Regions from separate parts of the Mus musculus genome. Here all the other regions are linked to region 3. Evidence: chromatin contacts called from public promoter capture Hi-C data. All regions are on one chromosome and are shown on one strand. Each heading gives the region's core, a stretch centred on a gene start, on an enhancer-like site or on the middle of the called end of the contact. The rest is flanking DNA. Distances are from core to core; before and after follow the strand shown.

The links. Promoter capture Hi-C pulls out the DNA fragments that hold promoters and counts their contacts.
Region 1: a promoter capture Hi-C map of liver shows a contact between it and region 3, with 3 times the contacts expected there. The contact joins the promoter of Atp5h here to the promoter of Prpsap1 in region 3. A contact is called at or near these places in 3 of 39 promoter capture datasets (the C10 cell line, liver and pre-B cells).
Region 2: a contact with region 3 is called in a promoter capture Hi-C map of pre-B cells, with 4 times the contacts expected there. The contact joins the promoter of Rab37 here to the promoter of Prpsap1 in region 3. A contact is called at or near these places in 2 of 39 promoter capture datasets (liver and pre-B cells) and 1 of 484 Hi-C or Micro-C datasets (regulatory T cells).

Annotation. Positions count from the first base shown.
Region 1 is chr11:115,418,019-115,421,962 of GRCm38.p6, reverse strand. Atp5h (ATP synthase, H+ transporting, mitochondrial F0 complex, subunit D) reads left to right here and starts at 2,044. Exons shown (of 6, transcript NM_027862.1): 1 at 2,044-2,071; 2 at 3,447-3,577. The coding sequence starts at 3,456. Kctd2 (potassium channel tetramerisation domain containing 2) reads right to left here and starts at 1,837. Exons shown (of 6, transcript NM_183285.3): 1 at 1,457-1,837. The coding sequence starts at 1,795.
Region 2 is chr11:115,152,055-115,155,993 of GRCm38.p6, reverse strand. Rab37 (RAB37, member RAS oncogene family) reads right to left here and starts at 1,816. Exons shown (of 9, transcript NM_021411.4): 1 at 1,703-1,816. The coding sequence starts at 1,795.
Region 3 is chr11:116,488,421-116,492,725 of GRCm38.p6, reverse strand. It overlaps Prpsap1 (phosphoribosyl pyrophosphate synthetase-associated protein 1), which reads left to right and starts at 2,380. Exons shown (of 10, transcript NM_026364.1): 1 at 2,380-2,678. The coding sequence starts at 2,509.

The DNA of each region.
Region 1 (3,944 bases), core at 795-3,294, 1.1 Mb after region 3:
AGCAACATTTTCTAAATAGCATTTCCCTAATCCGCCGGGGCACTCAGGCAACAGTCACTATGTCAGCTAAAAACCATTTATTTATTTATTTATTTATTTATTTATTTATTTACTGAGCCGGTTTTGCTACAGTTTGCTTATTTTAAACTATTGACCAGAGGCTGGCTTTAAGATCATTTCAGGTCAGATGTCTTAGACGCACAGTCACTCCCACTGCCCAGGCCTTTATTTACTGGGTAGACCCACATTCTGTTAACATTCTTCTGTAGGGTACCAGCTACAGGGAGGGGATGAAGGAAATCTCATAGCTGTGTTAAGCGTTCTGACTCCTTCACTGCCCCTGGACTACAGTCCTAATTCTGAGAAAACTTCCATTCTATTGGCAGTTCTCCTGAGCCCAAGGCCAACATCAGTGGGAGTCTGCACTGGCAGCTGCAATCTCACACACCCTATCTCTGTGCCCAGAGGAAGCTTGGTACTGCCAGGACTTGGCTCAGAGCAACTTTAATCCTACTCATCTTTACAGTAAAAGAAACAAGAAACTGGCTTGTGTTGGCCATAAGGAAGATTTAGGGTATATAAAAATAATTCCCTATAAACAGGAGTTCTGGAATCTCTTAAGGTTCCCATCAATTTGGTATCAGAGAACAGATGAAACTGATTAAGGGTTTATGCAAGTCTACTAACCATGGGAGTGCTTTATGGTATGGATGCGTTTGAGAGTCAAAGGTCAACCTGCAAAAGTTACAGTTCAAACTGGAAATGAATGACGTCTTGCCACTGCTCAACCCTGTGTTTGACGCTACACATTCTCTGGGTCCTAACCTATCAGCCCATCTTTCCAAGGAGTGCATTTACTTTCAAAAATGTACCGAAACGGTGACTGTTACGGCACAAAAGGTCTGGGACCAGGATTTTATCACCACCACAGGATGTATCACAAGCACTTCCTGCAGCCTTCAGTAGTGGACGCTATCATTAAACCCCGAGTTTAATACCACTTTACACAGGGATGGAACAGGACCTGAGTCCTCCGAAAGTGACCAAGATGTGGTCATTCACCCTGACCCAGTTCTGAATGCATTTGGCACCAGCAGCAGGGGGCCGCCCGGGAGCCAAAGAAAAACTCATGCAGATCTGAGAAGGGGTGGTCCCCAGGAGGGGCAGGGAATGTGACAGGAGCACGAAGGGGGCTCCCGTGGGTGCAGGTAGACAACTCCACGCAGGAGCAGCTGAGAAAAGAGCGGGGTGCGAAGGGAAACCGGAGTGTGCCTGAAGATGGGGCAGAACTGGGACGGGAGATCATTCTGAGGTGGCCAGTGCTAACTCGGGGGGAAGAGAGTGGACTCAAGTCCGGGTTTGCAGGACCCGCTGGAGGGAAACGCGTCCCAGAGATCGGAGCACCAGCCTGGAATGGGTCCCAACACCCGGGGGCGCGCCCGAGGGCGGGGCGCACCTTGTCGGAGTCCAGCTCCGGGTCCTCCTGGCAGCACAGGCGGCAGAGGAAGGACTTGGGCTCCCGGCCTAGGGTCTGTCTGGTGGTCACGAAGTAGGTACCGCCCACGTTGAGCCGGACCCAGCGGGCGGCCCCGCCGCCTCCCGTCCGCTCCGGAGGTCCGGGCCCGGGCTCCAGCGGCTGCGCGGCGGCGGCGGGCTGGCGGCCGTGTCCGCGGGGTGTCGGGCCCGCAGGGCGAGGGCTGGGGGGTCCGCGGCCCGAGCCGCCGCCGTCGCCCATCGCACTGCTGCCACCCCCTCCCAGCCCCGCCACTGCCGGGTCCAGCTGCAGCTCCGCCATCTTGGGCCGCCGCTGCCCGCGCGCCGCCGGGCCGGCCGACTCCTCGGCGGGGAGAGCCGGGCCGGCCCATCGGCGGGCGTGGGGCAGGGGGAAAAGGGACCCCGACGGCGCAGGCGCCGCGCCCGCCTTCCAGGACGGGACTCCATGCTCATTGGCTGAAGTGTGACATGAGACCCGCCTATTGCTCGTTCGGATTGGCCAAGGAGAGAACTTCCGGCAACTCTCTTCCGTTCCTTGCTTGCTGGAGAGAGAGCACTCCGCCGGGGGTCGGTGAAGGTGAGTGGGGTCTGAGGTGTTGGGTCGAATCTCCACGGACTCTTTTGTATTGTATTCCAGACCTCGCTTCCACACTTGTTCCAGCTCCACGGAGGACATCGGGCCTTCGAGCTGCCCCGCTAGCAGAGCGCCCGAGGTCACTGCTTTGCCCTGCTCGCTTTCCCGCGGGGCGAGCCTGGGGCCTGGCAGTGACTTAGCCAATCACCGTGAATTTAGATGTTGCCACAGACTTTTGTCTCACACTGTGTGGCGATCTCAGGAGTGGAGTTTAGGGGTCGGGAAAGCATCACAGAGTTAGGGTGGTAACTTTCAGAGAGGACAAGACACCTAGCAGACTTCAACTCTACGTCCTTCCCTTCGAATGGAGGATTCCTATTCCTCATGAGGTTTACCGATTGATCTAATTAACTATTGGTCATTCTCTATGCTTATGACCTGTGTATGAGAGCAGGCTGGCCAATTTGTCTGAGAAACAACCAGCGCTAGAGATGAATCAGATAACAAAAAGTCTGTAACTCCTGCTTTCTCCAGTGCACTTCGTTCTCTGGCATCCTTAGTTCACTTGACAACTGTCTTAGTCTCTGTCTCTGTCTCTTAGAGACGTAAGCTGTACTGAGGAAGGAAGGAAGGAAGGAAGGAAGGAAGGAAGGAAGGAAGGAAGGAGAGAGACCGGCATTTGACAACTTTGATCGATAGGAAGGTATCCCCCACTCAGAGCTTGTGTAGATGGTTTCCACTTTTCGGTTGGCTCTCTTCATAGTTATTTTCTGTATCTCGTCTTGTTTTGGTCTCAAGACCGCTTCAGTCACTTTCTTTTCACAGTATCATTTGTGTAAAAATGCCTCTGAAAGTGCACAGTATGTGTGCTGTGGACAGGATGACCTGGGCAGGACAGTTCGAGTGAATGGCCGGGGTTGTGGTGGAGAGTCAGTGGCCAAAACACAGTAGCTTAGTTAGCCTTTGGGCAGCTTATGACTTCCTTTAGAAGTGTCTGCAAAGAATAGAAATGAGTTGGGATAGAGGAAGGGCAGCCTGGTAGGAGAGAACATGTTTATATTCTGGGTTGTAGAGCTTTATTTTGATGTATTGAGACAAGCTCCCACATCTCTCATGTGACCTTGAACTTTGATTCTCTGCCTCTACCTCAGTGTTTCTGGTGCTGGAGAGGGAACCCAGGACTCTGTCCATGCCAGGCAAGCATTCTAGCAACTAGCTACATCCCTAGCCCTCTTTCCTGGTTTAAATCCGAATTCTTTCATCTGTTGCATATATATACCCATCAAATGCTTGAGCTGATCCGTCTCTTAACGACTTGTATTTCTCTGGAATGGTCTCCTTCAGGGGTTCTCTCCAAAGGCGCTGTTTTGTTTTCTAGTATCCCAAGATGGCTGGGCGTAAACTTGCTCTAAAAACCATTGATTGGGTATCTTTTGTGGAGGTCATGCCCCAAAACCAGAAGGCAATTGGAAATGCCCTGAAGTCCTGGAATGAGACCTTCCACGCCAGGTCAGTATGCTGTAAGAGGGAGCCCCCATCCTTGATGCTGAACCTGGAAGCAATGTTTTGACATTTATCACATCCACTTAGTATTTAGTAAGTATATGAGTTCGAATCTGCTGCTGTGTGTGCCATATCAAAAGGAAAACTTGTGGGGTTGGCTCTCTGCCTTCAACTATGTGATGAGTCTTGGGTATTGAATACAGGTCCTCAGGTTTAGCAACAAGCCCCTTTACCCACTTAGCCATCTTGCCAGCCCTAGCTAGGCATTTCTAATAGTTCGACAAGAGGAAAGAAACAATGTGTTCTGCAAATGAAAGCATTTTTGTGGTGGCCCTTCAGATAAAAGTGTGCTTGACACTCCAGTGTGTCAGGG
Region 2 (3,939 bases), core at 567-3,066, 1.3 Mb after region 3:
TGAACTTGATAGCGGAGCCACAAAGCTAAAAAGCTTTTCTTCCTTAGCTATGGGGTCTTGGGCCTGATTAGTTGATTGTGGGGCAGAGATGTCAGAGTGGGTCGGAAAGGAAGGGATGCAAGGCTGAGTTCCCGAATTATAAAAACCCTACTGTGTGCTTTGGGGAAATTTTCATCGGCTTGCCCACCATAGTAGGAGGAAAGTGGGGGTGGGGTGGGGGAGTGGGGCTCGTTCCTTTGCAGCCTTTCTGGAGCTTGTCAATGACTAACGACAAGATTGATGGGGACCACTTAAGAAGAGTGCCCAAGACCCCAGACCTAAGGTGCTCCAAGGATCTTTTCTCATCATGCTCTTTTCCCACAGCTACAGACTCAGGACTGGGCCAAGCCTGGCAGGCTGGGGGTCAGCTATTTTGCAGGTGCTCCCAGCAGGCACTCTGATGGCTCTGGGGCCCCAGCCATACAGGGGGAGGGAGGGAGGGAGGCAGGCGAATACCGGTATTTGTGTACTTTACAGATCACAGCTGCCTTGAGCAAATGATGCAGCCGGTCACCCAGCCCATCAAGTCCACCAAACACAAACAGCTGCTCAGCCTTGCCACCTCCTAGGTAAACAGCTCAGTTGTCCTGCAGGGCTAGGAGGTCAGGAGATCCCCATCAGCCTGGGGGTGGGGGCTGGCCATCAGCAACTCCCCTCCCCTGAGGACTTAGAGCCCCATTTCCTGCCACAAGCCCACACAGGACGCCTATCTCAACGTCTCTGGGTGGGTAGGCTGGCTGACTGGCTTCCCCTGAAACCCTAGGGGGTGGAGATGTGAAGCTCCTAGTGAGAGTGAGATCTGGTGTTTGAGAGGAACCAAGACCCTGAAAGAGGCAGGTACCCTTCAAGACCAGGCATCACTTCTACCTGGCATAGCTCTTACTTCTCTCTCCTAAACCCTGTAGAAAAATAGTGCAAGAGGCTGGCTGGCTCAGCATCTCTTTTTAGAGTTCCATGTACTTGCTTAAGCCAAGGACACCAATAAGAGAGGTGGTGACAGACATCCTTTTATTCAGGGCATTCCTGCAGAATGTATGCACCCCAGAGAGTTGCCTTTAAGGTCGTCGGGGGGCCGGGCGGGGGGAGGGGGAGAGTGGGCCATGGTCACTAATTGCCATGTTCTTTCTCAGCTTCTGAAAATTCCCAAGTGGACTTGTAGGCTGGCTACATGCAGCCTGGGGTGTTGGGAAGGAGCTGTGAGTCTATGTCTGGAGGCAGTGGGGAGGGGAAGGGTGGGATGTACCGCTGAGTGGGGACCCAAAGCACTGCACGCCTGTGACAGGTGTCACTTTTTGAGGCTTAGCTCAAAAAGGGCATTAACCTTGAGATGCCTCTGAAGGCGGGGATGCCCTGTCTGTGTCTTCAGAGAGTCCCTGTCTCCCAGTATTCCAAAGTGTGGCAGAAGGAACTGGGTTTTTGTTCCTAGGGTGGGGGAGTCTTAGTCTTTCAGATCTGCCTTACCCCATGCCCTCCGAGGTCAGCCTAGAACCCTAGAGACTGGGATGAGCCCAGGGGTTATGCCCCAGACCAGAGACCCAGCTGACACTTCCAGAAGAGGGGTGTAGACAGGGAAGGACAGGGTCCTAAGGCAAAGGACATCGGGAGGGATGTCCCTAAGTGCCGGCCTGGGGGGTCCCCAGCACTGAGCGCAGAGCCCACCCACCTTGCCGGTGAGATCGTAGTTCGGGCTGAAGGGCGGGGAGCGCTCAGGGGCCTCGCCATCCCCAGCGGTAGCAGCTCCTGGTGTGCCAGTCATGTCCCCGGACAGTCAGAGGTGAGCCCGGCTCGAAGCAAGCGAGGGAGAGCGAGGAACCGCCCTGCCCTAGGCTCCGCCCACTCCTCCCTCCCCATCCACCAACCGGCTCGGACCCTGATAGACTCCTCCCTCCGTCCCGCCATCCCCTCGACGACGCCAGCCAGGACGTCTGAGACTCGCAGAATGCACACCCTAGGGAGTGGCAGTCCCCCTGAGAGACATTAGCCTAGTTTAGTGCTCTTACAGCACGGAATGAGTCCTGCTACAGGACCAGCCCATTAAGGTCGCAGTGGTGAAGTTAGATTGCCATCGAGGCTGCGGACCCGGGAGACCCAGCTAGCTGCGGAAGGTGTGGGGCTTGGTTTCCTACTGCGGCAATGCAGTGGCCAGCAGGGCGCGCCCGAGCTCCAGCCAGTTGACAGTCCGGTACTTACCTGCAGGCAAGAAGCTGGGGACGTCCCTGAACAATGTTGGACAGGAAGTTGCATTCTGAGACTAGCACCCAAGCGGTTCTGATAGACCTCAGCTCATCTGAGCCTACTTTTTCACCGACACTCACCTTGGAGCGCACTGACCATCTGGGGAGCTCCTGGGTGGTGCTAACACTTGGAGCTCTTTGCCATGTTTCTCCCTCATTTGTTAGTCTAAGCCCCTGATGTCCTCCCACCACGGGAAGGTGAGCTCTTGAAGCCCATCTTTCCAAGGGGACAAGATAGGGCCAACATTATTCAGGGAAGGCCTAGGCCTAGCCACCGAGTGGGTGCCACAGGAATTCATGAAGTCGTGGGTCGTTTTGAGCTGTTTCTAGTACAGCCCAGGAACCCTGCAGCTCCGGATGACGGGGGATATGGAGAATCTGGGGTTGCACATACCAGGGTTCAGTAGCTTGTGGGCCAACTTTTCAACATCTCAACGCTGTATAGAAAGGAACAGGATGCGGGGACTGGATGCGGGGTGTAGGAAGGGGGTTGGGCCCCTCAACTTTTTAGGTGAGGGCAGTGAGGGCTGGCTTTGGGGTGACTATGACTTGGGAAATGGCTGTGTACATCAGCAGGAACTATTTCATGACAGCTGAGAGGAGATCCCGGAGCCTGGATGGAGGTGACTTTGTCGAGGTGGGAATTGGAGAGGGGTAGTGGCTTGCCCCTTGCTCACCGTCCACTGAAAACTAATGTTGTGGGGGTACATCGTGTCCCCCAAGAGATATGCTGAAGTCCTAGGCACTGGTACCCAAAATGTGTGTGGCCTTCCTTGGCAACAGGAACATTAGAGATGTAGGTTAGAACTGGGCCATACTGGAATAGGGGTTCCGTGATGGTTAATACTGATCATTAACTTGGCAGGCCCTAGAGTCATGCTGTGAGGGAATATCTTAATTAGGTTGACCGAGGTGGGAAGACCCACTCCAGAGGAGGGCAGCATGAAAAGGAAGAGATCACACCTCTTGTTCTCTGTTGCTTGTTTGAGGTTAGCTGCCTCAGGCTCCTGCTGCTGGGGCTTCCCCCGTCTCGATGGAATCTAACCAAACTTCCCTTCTTCACACGCTGTTTGTGTCCGGGTATTTTATCACAGCAACGGGAAAATTAACTGAGACAAGCCCCTAACCCAGTGTGACTGTGTGATGGGGAAAGGTTTAAAGCAAATGGCTAGAAGACAGCCTCGTGAAGCCAGAGGTAGAGACAGGAATATTTGATGACTCCAAGGAACAGGGACGATGCCCGGAGCTAAGAGAAGCTGGGAAGCGGTAGGGAGAATTCGACTGGGATACTACTGACCCCTTGGTTTGGGACTTTGGTGTGTGTTGTTGGCTCCATTATTATTTTGGGAGGAGGCAAAGGCTTCAGAGGTTAGGGCTTAGCTGGTGTTAGGGATTGGTTCTAACGCTGTCTCAATTCAATTCGGCTCCCAAAGGCAGAGGTCCCAGACCTTCTGTCTCCGCCCCCAGCTGGATTTGATTGGCATTAAAGGATTGCTTTACAGCCAATGGCTGGGCAGGTAAACTGAGGTGGGCGGGACCTGGGGGATTTGTGAGGGCCGGCAGCCAGGGAGAAAACTGGAGATGATCTAGCGAGATGGGTCAGATTTAGAGCTGCAGAAGGAGAAACCGTCCAAAATGTAAGTGGGAAGGGAAAGCAGCCCTAGGG
Region 3 (4,305 bases), core at 1,131-3,630:
ATGCTCCTCCCATCAGTATGGCATGCTGCCATCAGTATGGGATGCTCCCATCCATATGGGATGCTCCTCCCATCAGTATGGTATGCTGCCATCAGTTTGGGATACTCCCATCAGTATGAGATGCTCCTCCCATCAATAAGTGCTGGAGGTCTGAGACAAGGGGAGATGACTGTGGACGGCTCTCACTAAGGAGCCCTTGGTAGCCCTAGTCAGACACTTGTGAACGGGCGAACAGATTGGAAGGAGCCCTTGTTGCTTTGATTTTTTTCAAAACCTACTTTTCATGATGGTTCTTAAATGCTTCAGCGTCCCCTCTAGCCCACCACCCACCTGAGGCAGTGGAAAAGGAAGGTTACTAGGATACGGGGGAAGTGGACCTGTTTAGAAATGGTTCTCTGCAGCGATTTCAATCTCCAGCTGACTTTCCAAAGAAAATTGAAGTTTCCACTTCAAGCTCTTACCATATACTTCTGATATTAAGATATTCCATTTTGGCTGTGACCGGAAGCAATGGACCCAGTCGATTTTGGATTAAAACTGGCAAAACCAGGAACTTAAATACATCATTTCCCCTTTCATATTTCCTCAGGTATGTGTCATAGTATAAGATCATATGTGTTGGGGGCCAGAAATCGCCTCACAAGCCACACAAACACCAATCTCAGTCAGACAGGGATAGTTTATTGAGCAGGTGCCCCAGGACTGGGTGACGAGGGTCATGGTCCAGATTCAGGTTGCCAAGGTCATGAATGTGTTTTGTAAGTCCCTTCCTTGCATAAGATATGTATCAGCAATTGGTGATTCCGTGCAAGACACTGAAGCTTCACCCTTTTATGGTGGTCCCTGGTGTCTGGCCCTTGAATAACACTGAGAGAATAGGAAGACTGAAGAGGGTACCTGCCATGTGCTACTTAAAGAGCAGGAAGGGAAAAGGCCTAGCGAAACAGGTTATGAGGTGAGGCCAGAGAGCTTATCGGCCCTTCCTGATTAGGTCTAGTGTAATCAACCTTGGGGCTCACAATCTGAGTCCAAGTCAGGTCTGGCCACCTTCTTCAATATGTTAATTAAAATTGCAACTTGGGCACGGGAGGGATGGCTCAGCAGTTAAGAGCACTGGCTGCTGTTCCTGAAGACCCAGCAGCCCACAACTGACTCCAAACTACAGTTCCAGAGAATCTGACACCCTCTTCTGGCCTTTGCAGGCACTGTGTATGCACGGTGCACAGACACAGAAAGACTCAATGTTCAGGCAGATTTCTGAGTTCGAGTCCAGCCTGGTCTACACAGCGAGTTCCAGGACAGCCAGGGCTACACAGAGAAACCCTGACTCGAAAAGCCAAATTAAATTAAATTAAATTAAATTAAATTAAAATTAAAATTAAAAGTCGAACTGAAAACAGAAAGCAGAAAAGGGAGATTTATTAAACCTAGCAACATCGGTAAGAGGAACAGAGGAATCCAGAGAAGTCCACAAGTCTGTCCTCCGTCCAGAAGTGAGATAAAAATGTAAGCAGAAGGCCGAGGATTTGCCACCTAAGCCGTCCCTTCCAGGGCAAGGTCCCGACCATCATTGAGACGCCCTTGCATGGGCTTCAACCTCAGCCTGTAAGGTGGTCTGAGAAGTCTCTGGAGCTCTGTGAAAGCTGTTTTTGGGAGTCACGTTTTTTTTTCTCCCAGCATGACATTCCTGAGGTGGGTGGGGGAAGATCTTTACTTCTTTGGGGGTCCGTTTTTCAAACAGTCTGATAGATCGAGAGGCTCAAATGTCTCTTTGGAACGACTTCATCTATTTACACAAAAGTAAATGAACACACGCGCCTTCTGTATTTGCACAAGGCGAACTCATGCGGGCAGAGCGGCTGGCTGGGGTTGAGGGGGACGGGTGGGAGAACTGAGAACAACAACGGGCAGGAGTGCAACCTTGCCTCACGTGCAGACACAGATATAACGTCTAGGGAAGGCCTCCACGTCCAGATTCTGGAGCAGTTAGTTTAAGTGCCCGCAAAAGGGAAAGGGCCGGCTGTCCCTTTTCAAATAAATCCCAGCCTGCGCAAGCGTGGAGGGGAGCGCCGGAGGCTCGTTCATCATAGAGGCGTGAGGCTAGATTGTCTCCGGTCCCTGGGCGGACATCTTAGTTCCTGGCAGTAAATTTGAAAACATTTATAAGTACCACTAAACATGGCTGCACCTCCCAGAATAGTGGACATTAAAATACCTGTCCCCGGAGACTCAAACTCAGGCGAACACGCGAGTCAGCGGCGCCTGTGTCAGAACAGGCTCTCCATGCCATGCCCACCTCCCTGCCCTTTTCCGAGATGGCGGCGGGGGCGGACGCTCTAGCTGCTCGACTCGGTGTCGCGGAGGGGCGCGGCCTGCCGCGGGGTCCGAAGGAGGCTGCGGCGCTCGGCTGCGCCTTCGGTGCGGCTTGGAGATCCGGACGCATCTGTGTCGCGCCTCGTCCCTCTGCGGCCCCGCGCGGACCGCTGTAGCCGCGCCTCGGGCCGGAGGATGCCCAGGAAGCTGCTGCTGCTGCCCCCGCTGTCCGCGTGCTCTGCTCTGCGTGTCCCGCGGGCTCGGCCCGCCGCCTCGCCGGCCATGAACGCAGCCCGCACCGGCTACCGAGTCTTCTCGGCCAACTCCACGGCCGCCTGCACGGAACTGGCCAAGCGCATCACTGAGTAAGCGAGGTGGTCCCCGGGGTGGCCCTAGCCCCTCTCCCCGTCACCTCCACCTTTGCACCCGGGAGCAGCAGGTTTGGGCCGACTCCCCAACCCCGTCCCAGGGCCGCGGCGCACTCTTAACCCTAGAGAGGTTTCCTGCGCTTGCCCTGAATCTGACCATCGCCATTTCCAGGCGTCCCTAAAGCGACAGGCGATGTGGGTCCATCCTAGACCGAAGGGTTAGGACAGTCAGGGAGAAGGGAACTCAGAAGTACTTCGGGCTGGGCGGGGGGAGAGCCGCGATTACAAGTGTGTAGGATCAGTTGTACAAAAAAGTGTTTGCTTAGGGGTGTGTGCGTGTGTTAACCACTGACCTCAGGGGACCGTGGGGGCCCTGAGATGTCTTTCCAGGCTTGTTTGTTGTTACCGATGCTGGATGGATGAAGGACGTGATTTTTTTTTTTTTTTTTAAACCTTACTTACAAACTGTGGGTGCTTCTATGGGGAAGGGATGGGAGCGTGAGCCTGAACTTTGCGGAAATCATGGAGAAGAATCCTGCAGAGCAGAGCCTCCCGGTGCCCTGCTGATAATAACCGGTCTACTTAAAGGCCCCTTTTCAATTTTGGAGAAAACTAGAGCCCTGGTATAAAGAGCCTTAAGGGCCCTTTGTGAAATAAGCTTTTTAGTAATATGTATCGTTTCTCTTCTCCTTTATGGGACAGAGCTTTATCGTAGCTCCTGCTGGCCTGGAACTTAGTGAATGGATGAGGCTTGCACTCTCAAGAGTTCAAGCCGGGAGATCTGCCTGCTTCTGCCGCGGGAACACCACACCCATCATGGGCTTTGGTTTCTGAGATAAGGTCTTATGACCCTGGTCACACTCTAAATGGTGTGATATTTCTGGCCTTGGCCTTTCCGATGCTGGCAGTTCAGGTGCGCACTTGGACTCCCTGGCGTAAATGACTTGACTTTGAACATTTAAAGTCATTTTCATATTTCAAAAGTTCTTAGCTCCACCTGTTTTATTATCAGTTGGACTTTGAAGTGGGTTTAGGAGATATGTACAGGGAGACAGTCAGTCTCTCCGGTTTCTGTTTCTTTTCATGATTTATTTATCGTGTATACAATGTTCTGTCTGCATGTGTGCCTGAAGGCCAGAAGGGGGCGCCAGATCTCATTACAGATGGTCGTGAGCCACCGTGTGGGTGCTGGGAATTGAACTCTGGACCCCTAGAAGAGTAGCCAGTGCTCTTAACTGCTGAGTCATCTCTCCAGCCCCTGATTATTTGTCTTGTCCAGGCCAAGGATCCCTTTAAACATGAAAGTTGAGCTTGTTTGTATTGGGTCACACTTATCACACGTGACCTTGCCTTGAGAAAGCTCCACTTTAAAAATTAGTGGTTTTGGGCTGGAGAGATGGCTCAGCAGTTAAGATTACTGACTGCTCTTCCAGAGGTCCTGAGTTCAATTCCCAGCAACCACATGGTGGCTCACAACCACCTGTAATGAGATCTGATGCCCTCTTCTGATGTGTCTGAAGACAAACAACTACTGTGTACTCACATATAAATAAAACAAAGAAAAAAGATTAGTGGTTTTGCCTTTTGTTATGCTAATTCCAGTAAGCTTTGTAGACCAGGATAG